Regions from separate parts of the Sus scrofa genome. Here all the other regions are linked to region 3. A link is a contact called in public Hi-C and HiChIP or PLAC-seq data. All regions are on one chromosome and are shown on one strand. The core of a region is the stretch at or near the end of the contact, and the rest is flanking DNA. Distances in the headings are between cores, read along the strand shown. Region 1 holds the start of NXPH2 (neurexophilin-2). Region 2 holds the start of SPOPL (speckle-type POZ protein-like). Region 3 holds the start of HNMT (histamine N-methyltransferase).

The links. A called contact is a pair of places that touch in the nucleus more often than the background predicts. HiChIP or PLAC-seq counts read pairs in DNA pulled down with a chosen protein or histone mark.
Region 1: a Hi-C map of heart right ventricle shows a contact between it and region 3, with 2.7 times the contacts expected there. The contact joins the promoter of NXPH2 here to the promoter of HNMT in region 3. A contact is called at or near these places in 1 of 47 Hi-C or Micro-C datasets (heart right ventricle) and 2 of 2 datasets of contacts at active chromatin or transcription factors (alveolar macrophages and skeletal muscle).
Region 2: a contact with region 3 is called in an H3K27ac HiChIP or PLAC-seq map of alveolar macrophages. The contact joins the promoter of SPOPL here to the promoter of HNMT in region 3. A contact is called at or near these places in 2 of 5 promoter capture datasets (fetal skeletal muscle and liver) and 2 of 2 datasets of contacts at active chromatin or transcription factors (alveolar macrophages and skeletal muscle).

Annotation. Positions count from the first base shown.
Region 1 is chr15:12,950,656-12,954,576 of Sscrofa11.1, reverse strand. NXPH2 (neurexophilin-2) reads right to left here and starts at 1,515. Exons shown (of 2, transcript XM_003133263.5): 1 at 1,038-1,515. The coding sequence starts at 1,088.
Region 2 is chr15:13,205,544-13,209,398 of Sscrofa11.1, reverse strand. It overlaps SPOPL (speckle-type POZ protein-like), which reads left to right and starts at 1,732. Exons shown (of 11, transcript XM_001924688.6): 1 at 1,732-1,897.
Region 3 is chr15:13,766,434-13,770,112 of Sscrofa11.1, reverse strand. HNMT (histamine N-methyltransferase) reads left to right here and starts at 2,007. Exons shown (of 6, transcript NM_001244561.1): 1 at 2,007-2,155. The coding sequence starts at 2,019.

The sequences.
Region 1 (3,921 bases), core at 266-2,765, 820 kb after region 3:
AAGAAGCCGGAGAAAGTCCTCTTAATAAGCACCGTATTAAGGTAAATGCCAAGAGTGCAGGAGAAATATATCACAGAGGCGAATGAGCCAGAGCAATCCCCTTTTATAATTTTACTTTAAAAGTTGTCTTCTTGAAGGTCTTACTTGGGATCGCCTTTAAATATAATTAACTAGCAACCCAGACAGCATATAGGTTTATTTCGGAAGGAAGAGAGCGTGGCGCCGCGCGCAAAGAGCGAGGTGAGATGGGAGTCATAGCGGGAACAGTCGCCTAGAGTCTCGCGGGCGGACCCTGAACCGCTTTCTAATACCCTTGCCATTCCTCAGCGCCCCGAGCCGTCCGGACCAAGCGGGAGTCTTCTGGAGCACTCTGCACGGTGATGCGGGGGAGGGGGCTCCGGCGAGAAGTTGGGTGTGAAAGTTACATCCTGCGCCCCCGCCGGCCCCAAACCTCATCCTAGTCCCCAGCGCTAGACGGGAAAACGAAGAGAAATCCAATCTGCCTCCTAAATCGGTCTTTTGCCTAAGTTTCCCCCAGCGAGGAGACACTAACCAGCCGTGCGAACAAGGATGCAGGATGCCGTGGTTAAGAAGTGTTTGCAGGCATCCGGGCAAAATACCACGTGAAAAATAAAAACTACCAAGCCCTTCAAACTCTGGTAGAGGCAGGTATTTCAGCCCATCCTCATCACGTCCGTCTATCCTTATCCCCTTCTCGACTGCTTCTCAATAAACCTCTTTCTTCTCTCGCATCTTCTCGGCCACTTTCTGCCTTCTTTAACCCAGTCCTCAAGTCCCCACCCTCCAAAAGCCCTTCACTCGCCTCAGGGTCCCCTCTATTCCATTCTCCGATTCTTCCCCTTCAGCCTCTACGCCAACCCCAAACTCCCTCTACTGAGCGCCCCCCCCCTCCCCCGGCCCCACGTCCCAAGCAGCCCCAGGCTCCGCTTCCGAGTCGGCCACCGGCGCGATTTTCCCGCCGAAACGCGGCCCCGGCGCGTGGGGCTCGGGGCGCGCGGCGGGTCGGGCACACTCACCAGCTGCAGCAAGCCAGGGACCACGACGAGGGGCAGCGGCCGCAGGCGCATGGTGCCGGCTGGCGCGGCGTCTCACGAGCTGCGCGCCTTCGCCTGCCTCTCGCGCATCTCCACTTCGGGGGGCAGGACTGAGGACGCCAGGGACACCGCGCGGCACTTCCCTCCCGGAATCCCAGCGCAGCGCAGCGTTGCGCGGCGCGGGTCGGGTGGGCGGGAGGGGAAGGGGGAGGGCGGGCGGGAGGTGCTTCTGGGGCCCCGGCGCGCCCCTCCTTGGAGGGGGCCGGAAAAGGAGAGTGCGGGGCGCTAGAGCTCCGGTGTGCTGCGCGGGTTTCCAGCGGCGCCAGCGGATCTGGCCTCCCCAGGTCGGGGCGAGCGCTGGGGGCGCCCGAGGGCAGGAGGCGGCGGCTCCTGCGCTTTGGTGCCAGATTCTGGCGCGAGGCTGCTCTAGAGATCCTGCCCCGCTGAGCGCGCTGGGGAGCCCGGCGAGGCCGGGTGCCACCTCCGCCCCCGCCTAGAAGAGGGCCGGTCCGGGTGGCTCGGTGAGGCCAGGCGCCCTGCCCACAGTCCAGCTCTTGTTCTTCTGGGGAGAGAGCAGGGGGAACTGGGGAGGGTGTCTCCCTGCGTGGATGCAGGAAGGGCGTGCAGGGTGTTCAAGGGGAAGGCGACAGCAGGGGCCTGGGGCGGGGCGTGGGGGGGGGGCTGCGAAGAGGAAAAGCTGGGGTAGGGGCTGCGATGTAGAACCCGAGACTCCCAGAGAGAGCGCCCCACTCCGCGGAAGCCCTAGCGCACAGAACCCAGAACAGAGGGTCCAAAGTGTGGCTGGCGCAGCTGGAAGAATTTCTGAAAGTGGAAAGTAGTGGGCACCTAGAGGGACCTCGAGGAGGGGAAGCGGTAGGGCTGTGAGCTAAGTGGAGAGGTCCAGGCTTACTCTGGTTTGAGGATGCTATAGGCTGCTCGGTGTCCAGGAGACAGAGCTGTGCCAGGACATTGGGAGAGAGGAATAAAGAGAGGAGACCCCGCCGCAGCCTCTTTGAGAGGGGTATATTTGAGGCCGAGGATGGGCGAGGCTGTAAACCTGCTGCCTGCTTTCTTCACCTGCATGTTAACAACTCTCCATTGGAGAGACCCTTAACCTTTAACCGTCTCTGTGCTGGATGCTCAAGTGGAAAAGTCAAGGGGCAGTGGGGCTCAGGGACTCTCACGTTCACAGCAAATGAGAATTTAGACATCATCCATCAACTCCTTTAGTGAACAGATGGGAAATCTAAGGTCCAGGAAGGTAAAAATCACTTTTCCAGGGATGAGCCTCTAGGCAGTTGCTTCAAAAGAATACTGCGAGGCAAGGCTAGTTTCTACATCCTCTTACAAAAAAGAAAAACATGTTGAGGCAAGGGAGTGGAATTACGATTGATTTTTCAGCCTTTAAAAAATAGAACACAACAAGTGAAATTTGGGTTGGAATTTTAGGGAGAAAATGTTTCCATCTCCTCCCCTTACTTTCCTCCCACTTCAAAATAGAAATGTAAGTCTTTGAATGGTCCAGGACCAAGGGCCTGAGGACTGAGCTGGGTAGAGCAAAGTCCCACCCTTCCTTTCGGTGGGTGTGTCAAGACTGTACAGATGGGGAGGGGAGGGAAGTCAGTCCAGAGTGTTCTAGGATCCCTGTGTGACTTAGAGGTGTTGTCCTAGAGGCTACAGGCAGGATATCTTTCTAACACAAGAGGCAAGTGGGGGTTTATATCCCTCCAAACCCCTTGCCAAGCCTGGGGGATTCGGGCTCCTGGCAAAGGACACAGCAGCAATAACCCCTTCTGCTTGTACTCAGACTCTTCTGTTCCTTTCAACAGACTCAAAACCAAAATCACTATTTGCATCTCTAAATCTATACCTCACCTCCTTATAGCTACCCGTCACCTCCACAAAAATTCTCTTTACGAAGACTTTGAGCTCACTTCCAGAAAGTTATTTTATCCTAGAAGCTTAAATAAGATGGCTTCAAAAATTGGAAGAGATCTCTGTAGGTTGATCTTCTTGTCTCAGTTTAAGTCCCTGGATAAGGCTGCCTTTCATATACAGGCAGTCTATAGGAAGTGATTAATAGGAAAGGATTTGGCAGACAGTAGAGGAACTCCTAGTAGGAAGGGGGCTGTGAGAAGAGAAGGGAGGGCAAACATTGTTGCAAGAAGCAGTTCTTCATTTAGACTGTTTCTGCTGGATCCCCAGCTGACTCATCTATAAAACCAGAAGGTGAGGTCCCCTTCTTGATTTAGTAGTTTCCAATTCTGTTATCACTAACTCTAAATGAGAAGTGCATGACTTAACACACTATAGAAATGAATAAGGGATTTAATTACTGGAATACTTCACCCTTTAAATTTCTTCCTACTTAAACCATTTCTGCACTTTTGGGAAATCGATACATAAAATTTTTAAGTGGAACCTAAGCTTGGACATGTGTCCTGATAATACTAAGTATTCTTACAAAGGAAATTGCTGAAGGGTGTTGAATTCCAAGTTAAAAGCTAAGGGACACAAGAGAAGGTGTGTGTCTTTCTGAGTGGGCTATGTAAGAGAGAAACACCAAGGACTCTGTGGACTAAACTCTTGTATTACTGTATTTATTTATAAGGTGACTACTTCTAATTTAGTGCATTCCCCACATTATGCTGTATGTATATGGGAAAGTGGGAAGAAGGAAGAAGGGAAGGGAGGAAGGAAGGTGGAAAGATGATAGGTAGAAAGATAAAAGCATTAAGTGCATTGACTGTGTCGTTCAGAGCATGCAGTCTAACCAGGATGCATGCACCAAATAAAAGACAGCAGACAATACAGGGGAGTTTAAGTGCTGTGCAGCACAGATGAAGGAAGGGTAGATCATTGTAAT
Region 2 (3,855 bases), core at 483-2,982, 560 kb after region 3:
AAGAAAAGAAGTTCTTTAGGGGATTGGTAATACAGCACCAAACTGTAATCCAAGTTTAAGACCACAGAGCCGTCTTTTACTTTGCCAAACTGCAATCTTTTTATTAGCATTATTTACAAGTCGTATTTACTAGTACTATTTACTTTTTTTTTTTTTTTTTTTTTTGGCTCTTTAGGGCTGCACCTGCAGCATATGGAGGTTCCCCAGGCTAGAGGTCAAATCAGAACCATAAGTGCGGGCCTATGCCACAGCCACAGCAACATGAGATCCAAGCAGAGTCTGTGACCTACACCAAAGCTCATAGCAATGCTGGATCCTTAACCCACCGAGCAAGGCCAGGGATCAAACCGGAGATCTCATGGACACTAGTCAGGTTCGTAACCACTGAGCCACGACAGGAACTGCTATTTACTATTATTTTATCAGTGGATAGTCACCTAACACTGCAAGGAAAAAAATGATATATCCTAACACAGTAAAGAGATCAAGCGTAGGGGAAAGACTCTTATGAGAATACTCCAACCAGCAATTTGACATCCTTGTGGTGGAAGTTTATCGAACCACTCCCCAGCTAGAAGTCAGTCAAGTACCACTCACTTCTTAACTCCCAACTGGAAATCTACTTAATTATAGCAATTTGATTCCTTCAACATATTACATTAGTGCCTAATAATGGCTGATTAGTAAAAGACAAGGCGTGAGTGAGTGATAAGGGGTTGACATAGCTAAAAGGTCTGGGCAAAAATTACATGTAATTTTCACCGTTTAACTGGTTTTTGTTTAACCGGGGTTTTGTTTTGGAGAACGTGAAATTCTGCACTAACATTTCCTCTCCCCACAATCCTCAACACGTCAAAGCTCACTTCTGCTTTTTAACTCTTGGCCTAAGGCAGCTCTGAACTCTGATCTTGCTGGTCTTACTTATCCTTTCTAAAAATCTGTCTGGCGTTGATTGTATTCCACGCACGTTTTTTGTGAATAAGACTGCCCATTTAGCACCGATGTCACCTTTCTCTGAACTCCAGGAGGCAGTCCCCTCATCTCTGAAGGCATTTGCTTAGACAGAGCTCTATTTACCAACTCACAGCCTCAGGATGCCGCCAAATCTGTGCTTCGTAAGCATCCTCAGAAGCCCTTCGGCGGACCTCTCCCCTCCCTAGTCCGAGACTGCAGGCTCATCTCCTCCAACCGAAAACCGTTCGACCGTGGCACTTCATTAGTCTACCAGACTATATACTGCTGTTTTTGTTTTAGCAGTTTATACAGTTCTTGGCTCAGCACAAGTTAAACCTTGGCTTTCTAACTTGGTACGGCCCTAAGGAAACCGTGCGCAGAAACGGCAGCCGCCCTCACCCGACCCGGATCAATTAGACCTGTTAAAAGGCGCTGTCACTGGGCTTTTTAGGTAAGGAAAGTTTTAAGCTAGGCCAAAGTTGGGGAGACGAGAGGAGCTCGCCCGACTGGGAGCCCAGGGCTCAGCGCAAACCGCGGCGACTACATTCAAAACCCGGCGGCGGATCCGGCCCGGCCCGGAAATGCCCGGCGCGGGAGGGAGGGAGGAAGAGCTTCGCCAGCCGACGCCGCCGCCGCGCGCACGCGCCCTCGCGGGCTGGGGCTGAGGCTGGAGTCGCAACTCGGAAGCTGGAGCCCGGACGGGCCCGGGGCGGGGGGGGCGGTGCGCGGGGGCGGGAGCGGCGGAGGCGGCCGCCCCTGGCGGCGGATTTGTTTATCCCGAGGAAGAAGTTTAGAAGCGGGAGACAGGGAGGAGGGCGGGCCGGGGAGAAGGGATGCGGTTCGGCGGAGGCGGCCGCCACAGGGACTCGCCGCCATCACCTCCGCCGCCTCTGCGGGAGAGGAGCCTCCGCCGGGACTGCCCGCCGCCGCCCCGCACGTCTGGGTAGGTGCCCCTCCCCCCTCCGGGGTCCCCGCCGCAGCCTTGGCCTCTTGCTACCCCTTGTTCCCCAGGACTCACCTGCACTGCAGCCTAGCGGCCTCCCCTTCCCTCATCTCGGCGCCCCCATCGCTCCGGGTCCAGGACCCCCGGTCCTGAGGCGTACCTCACGCTCCCGTCTCTCAGCCTCACCCCCGCCCCCGGACCTACCAAACCTCGCGAGTCTCTACTTCCCCTGGGAATCACCCCCCCATTTATTTCCCAGCTTCCGCGTACCTGGGTCCCCCCGACTTTCCCCCCACAAGCCCTGCCTCCTTTCCTTTCCCAGTCTCCCCCCTTTATACCTGTAGACCTCCACGCCCGCCCCTTTATACCACGTCTCTTCCCACCCGGGGCACTGCCCAAAGCGAGAAACTGCCCCCCCACCCCCTATTCTTTTCCATACCTCTTGTCCCAAACGTCCACCGTCGAAACTATCCATCTTAGCCCATTTTAGGATGAATCCTCTGCCCTCCAGCCAGACCACTCGGTACCTCCACCCCAGTGGTCATGCCCTTAACCTCCCTACCTCCAGGCGCACGTTGCTGTCTCATAAATTCTCTCTCACCAGGGACATCAAGCTAACTCTGGTTCAGGGTCCAAGTCCTGACTTCCCCCTTTTCTACTCTCTTTTGCTAGCCTTATCCCTTCACTACTCCTCTTCAATCTATGCAGTTGTGTATTGAATCACAGACAGGGATGGGCATGGTAGAATTTTCTCCCTCAAAGCAGTAGATCCAGTAGAAATAGGATTCACCTTCTGCTTATCCCAACTTTTGGCTTCTTTCTCTGTGAATAGTGTCATTCAGCCATACTTTTGATGATTTGTCTGTATTTGAATACTCCTGGCCTAGATTGTTTCATGATAATATTCATCTTACCAGTTTTTCCTTGTAGCTGAATCTCCTGTTTCTTACACTAGAAACTTAAGTAATAAAAGATTCATACCTTGGGAAATTATATTTCTCTTGCCATAACGATCAAGCTGGACTATTTCAAATTATCATTGTGTTATTCTTGAGAGAACTGGTGCCCTTTGGTTAAAAGTTCAGACTTGTAGCCTAACTGCCAGGATCTAAACCCCTGCCTTTCCATCTACCAGCTCTGGCCTTGGGCAAGTTATTTAATCTTAATCTCTCTGTGCCTCAGTACTGTTACAGCTGTAGAATGGGGATAGTGATGTACTCCATAAGATGGTGGCGATAATTGCATAACTTAAGGCAGGTAAAATACAGCAGTGCCAGGTACATGGTAAGAGTTCAATAAATGTTCTCTATCATCATCTCTTAGCTTGCTTTAGTGTGGCTATTGGTAGATTAATTTTGAGGGAGGAAGGTGGAAATGGAAAGCTATCTTTTTGTGCTTTTTTATTTAACACCCTTTGTGATTTAGCTATGATTTGTATTTTATTACTGTATAAATTAATTCCTTTTGATGTAAAAAGTACAGAGTTTTAGCTCCCTATTTTAAGGTGAAGTTAACCAGGCTACAAGCAGGTCAGGACTATTTTCAGGTACCTGTTTAAAAGTATAAAAATTTTATCTTTGTTTTGAGAATAACTGACATTGAATTATGTAGCAGATTTATCATAGTGAAAAATAAAGATTTTACCAATAAGAATTTTAGTACTACAATTAAATATGCAAAACTGGTTGGATACTTCACTCCTACCTGTCCTTTATTTTGGAAGGCAGCTATGCTCACCACTATACCACCAACACACACAGTGTCCTTTATTTTAAATTGATTTAAGATAGAGCTTTGGCCTCATTCAGAAGACTGGTGGGTTTTCTCTTATTAACATGTTATGTCTTATTCACTTGACCATGCTTTGATGTTTCCCAGATTTTACTCTTTAAAATCCTGTCATATTTACTCAGTCTCCTGTACATTATTATTTTCTTGATATTTTTTTGAACAATTCA
Region 3 (3,679 bases), core at 758-3,257:
GAAAATAGTAACAGATGAATTAAAAGCCGCAAGAGTCAGTATGAGGAAGGCCAAGCTAGCTGCAGAGAGATGGAAGCTAAATAACCCATTTATGGAGACCTAGGAGCTAGATTAGGGTCAGCCAACTAGGGCCTGTCGGCCAGACCAGGTCAGCACCTGATGTTGCACAGCCCATGAGCCAAGAATAAGCTTTACATTTTTAAACAATTGGAAAAATCCGGAGAAGAGTAATATCTTGTGACATGTGCAAATGACGTGAAGCTCAGTTCTCAATATCCATAGAGCAATTGCTTTAAATGTTATCTACATAATTTTCCCCACAACACTATGAGAGGTAATACATTGTTCTCATTTCTGATGAGCAAACTGAAGCTTAAGTTTCAATCAAGATCACACAGTTCATTAGTGGCAGCATCAGAAGCTACACCCACATTAATCTGCCTTTCCAGACTTCCTATTTCCTCTAGAATAAAAGCACTGGCTCTCAGAGTAGTGACACCATGAATTGCTTATAGGAAAGGGTTGAGGTGAGTGCTGAATGCTTGGAGGGCAGCTTTGGAACTGAATTAGAGGAATTTGTTGGGCTTCAAGGCCCCTTGGAGGAGACTGAACTCAAAGTCTCTGGCCAAGACAAGAATTACCAGACCTTTATCATCACCCCACCTGTCTATTTGTAAGACTCCTTTCCCCACCTTGAGCAACCTGGCCTACTCATTCCTGCCCCCAGCTAGAAAAGTTATGTGGCTCACTCCTCACTGACTTCTATTGGGAACTTACATACCCCCAACCAACCTGCAAGTGTATCGGAAGACCCCTCTTTCCCCAACCAGTGAGCAGGTCAGCAGGTGTTATTGAGAGATCTCTCTTCTCCCAGGGTTATAAAAACAGACAGGACTATGTGCTTATTGCTGTCTCTCCCCGATTATCAGGAAGTTGTCCTACTGCTCCTACAGAGTCTCATCTCAATAAACTCTGCTTTCTCTCCACCTCACCATGCTCAACAAACTCTTGTTTCTTTTCACCCCAATACTTCTTCCAACCCACCTGCACAGACCACAACAGAAGGGAATGGTTTAGACAGACACACTTCCGAGAGGAATTAACTCATTTAACTGCCGTAACTCCTCCAGGAGTTCGACGCTATTATTAACGTCCCATGTTGGATAAGGGGTGGCTTTTTTTACACACCATTTCCCAGGTAAAAGGCCTGGATACTCAAAATACTTTGTGTCTTTTGATTGGTGACACCACTGGGTCTCCAAAAGTTCTTCCAAAATTCCAATCTTATTTTTCTGCAAGTCCATGTTCAGAAGCACTTAGGAAAGACTTCCTATGGATTGAAGAATTTCGGTGGCCTGCCTGCTTTCCCTGAGCATCCTCTCTCTGGTCCCTCATTTTCTGCCTCCCCCCCGTGCCCCCAGTCACAAGTCAATCAGCATATGAAGAAATGAAGTAGAGAAGTTTAAGGTTCTAGTGAAGGGCAAGAAAGCTTGGGGGCAGATGACAATCTTTTGTCAAAGATTCAGCAGCTGTATATTTCCGGAAGTGGTTTACAGCCTTAGCACAGGCTGCTTTACTCCTGTGTTTATGGCCTTTGGCCCTTTAAAGCAGCCACATTCCCATTTGGAATTTCACTAGGGGCAGCTGCTGCCAAAGCAGGAAGTGATTTGAATGTAGTCTGTTTTTCGGACTTTCTGAACTTCTGGAGTTCTGAAACAAGTTTTAGCCGCAGGTTTACTGCTTTGCTTTCCTACTAATACTTCTTCTAAAACACCTGTGCAGGGGTTAAAGTCTCAGTGGCCAAGTCCAAAGTCCTGTACAAATACTGACTCAGAAATGAGCTTCACACACCCAGCCTTGCCAGCTCGTTAAATTCAAAAGACTTTTTTTTTTTTTTTTTTTTTTTTTTTGATAGAGACTGGTGGGGGTGAAAAGAAAAAGAAGGAACTAGGAAGAGAAAGAAGGGAAGAGGGAAGTTAAAGCTTCCTTCCCTCCCTGTCTTTCTCAGAAAACCAAACATGGCATCTTCCATGAGGAGCTTGTTTTCTGACCACGGCAGATATGTTGAATCTTTTCGGAGGTTTCTCAACAATTCCACGGAACACCAGTGCATGCAGGAATTCATGGACAAGCAGCTACCAGGCATAATAGCAAGGTAACAAAACAAGGCCTTTTTTGATCCCAGGGAAGAGCCTCGGGCTCATTCTGTGCAGTGATAGATGGGGTTGAGCCTGCCTCTGCAGGCTGGATGCGGGGATAAGAACCAGGCAGGCACTAAGAACAGCTCGGCTCGCCCCCTTCTCCTGCCGCGTTTCAGTTCGATGCTCTCTTTAAACATTCAAAGGCTCTGATTTGTGCTGGATTTCCAGCTGCAGGGAGATAAGCGTTAACCATTTGAAGGCACAAATCCACGTTCCTCGGGGTAAAGATAATATCCAAATCTTTGAGCTCATATTTTTCAGCCCTCTAAAAAAAAAATCCCAAATGGAGTCTATTGTTCTTTTCATTAGAATCAAAATAATTACCAAATACTATTCACCCCTGAGGATTGAGTGGGTGGATGCCTCTCAATTCTCTTACTATCCATTTAAATTCATTTTCCTTATCCATTATTATAGTTATCACTCTCTCTTAAAAAAAAAAATTGTCTTTTACTTTCAACTTAATATTAGCTATGTGGCCCTGAAAAAGCATTTTCCCATTATCAGTGAAACTTGCTCGTTCCTATCCTTCTCCAGACTCCTTTTTTTGGTGATTAATGTGTTCAATTTGTGCCAGAGCTGATAAGCATTATGAGAGTAACAGATTCCACATGCTAAAGATAATCAAATAACCTATCTGGGGGTGGGTTGCTGTAACTTACTCTGCTTCAGGAAATAACGATGGAAAACTGGGGAGAAAAGACTGTGGATCCAATTTGCAACAGCAAAGGAAACTGATATTTTTATCTTTTGCTGGATTTTCCTATTGTAGGCCTGCACTTCTTTCATCAGGATAGTTAACTCTGCCTGACCAGAGAAGGCATTGTTGGATGTATATGGAATTTTGTTTCCCCTTTTATCTTCTATTTTTCGTGGTTCAGTTTTTAAGTGTGCTTTTTAAAAAAATGAGTACTATATAATATGTTAACAATAAGTGAAAGGGTAACAATGCAAAAATCAAAGCAGACAGCAAATATAATTTCTTATCTAGGACCTAATCATAGTTCACTTCTTTTTGTTCATTTAGAAAATTAAAGGTAATGAGTTATTTTGAGTTCTTGTGCCGTATTAACTATCTGTGTTCATGTCTGTGGCTTATGCAGATCCTTTGTTTACTTCAGCTGTCAATTGGATTTGAACATGTACTTTGAATGCACAAAATACAACAAATGATTATGACCCCTGCCCTGTCTTCAAGGTGTATACAATCTAACTGGAAATACTGAATGTAAAATTTGCGAAATACTGAAGAATTTTCAAAGGCATAATTAAGCTTGCACTATAGTGGTAATATACAGTTAGAAATCATCTGAATCAAAGTACCATTTATTAAAAACAGCATTTTTTTTTTTTTGCTAAAGGTGATAGGGAATGAGATTTAGCTGAAAGGGCTTCAAAATTGCTACTCAGAGTTCCTGTCGTGGCTCAGCAGAAACAAATCTGAGTAGTAACCATGAAGACGCAGGTTCCATCTCTGG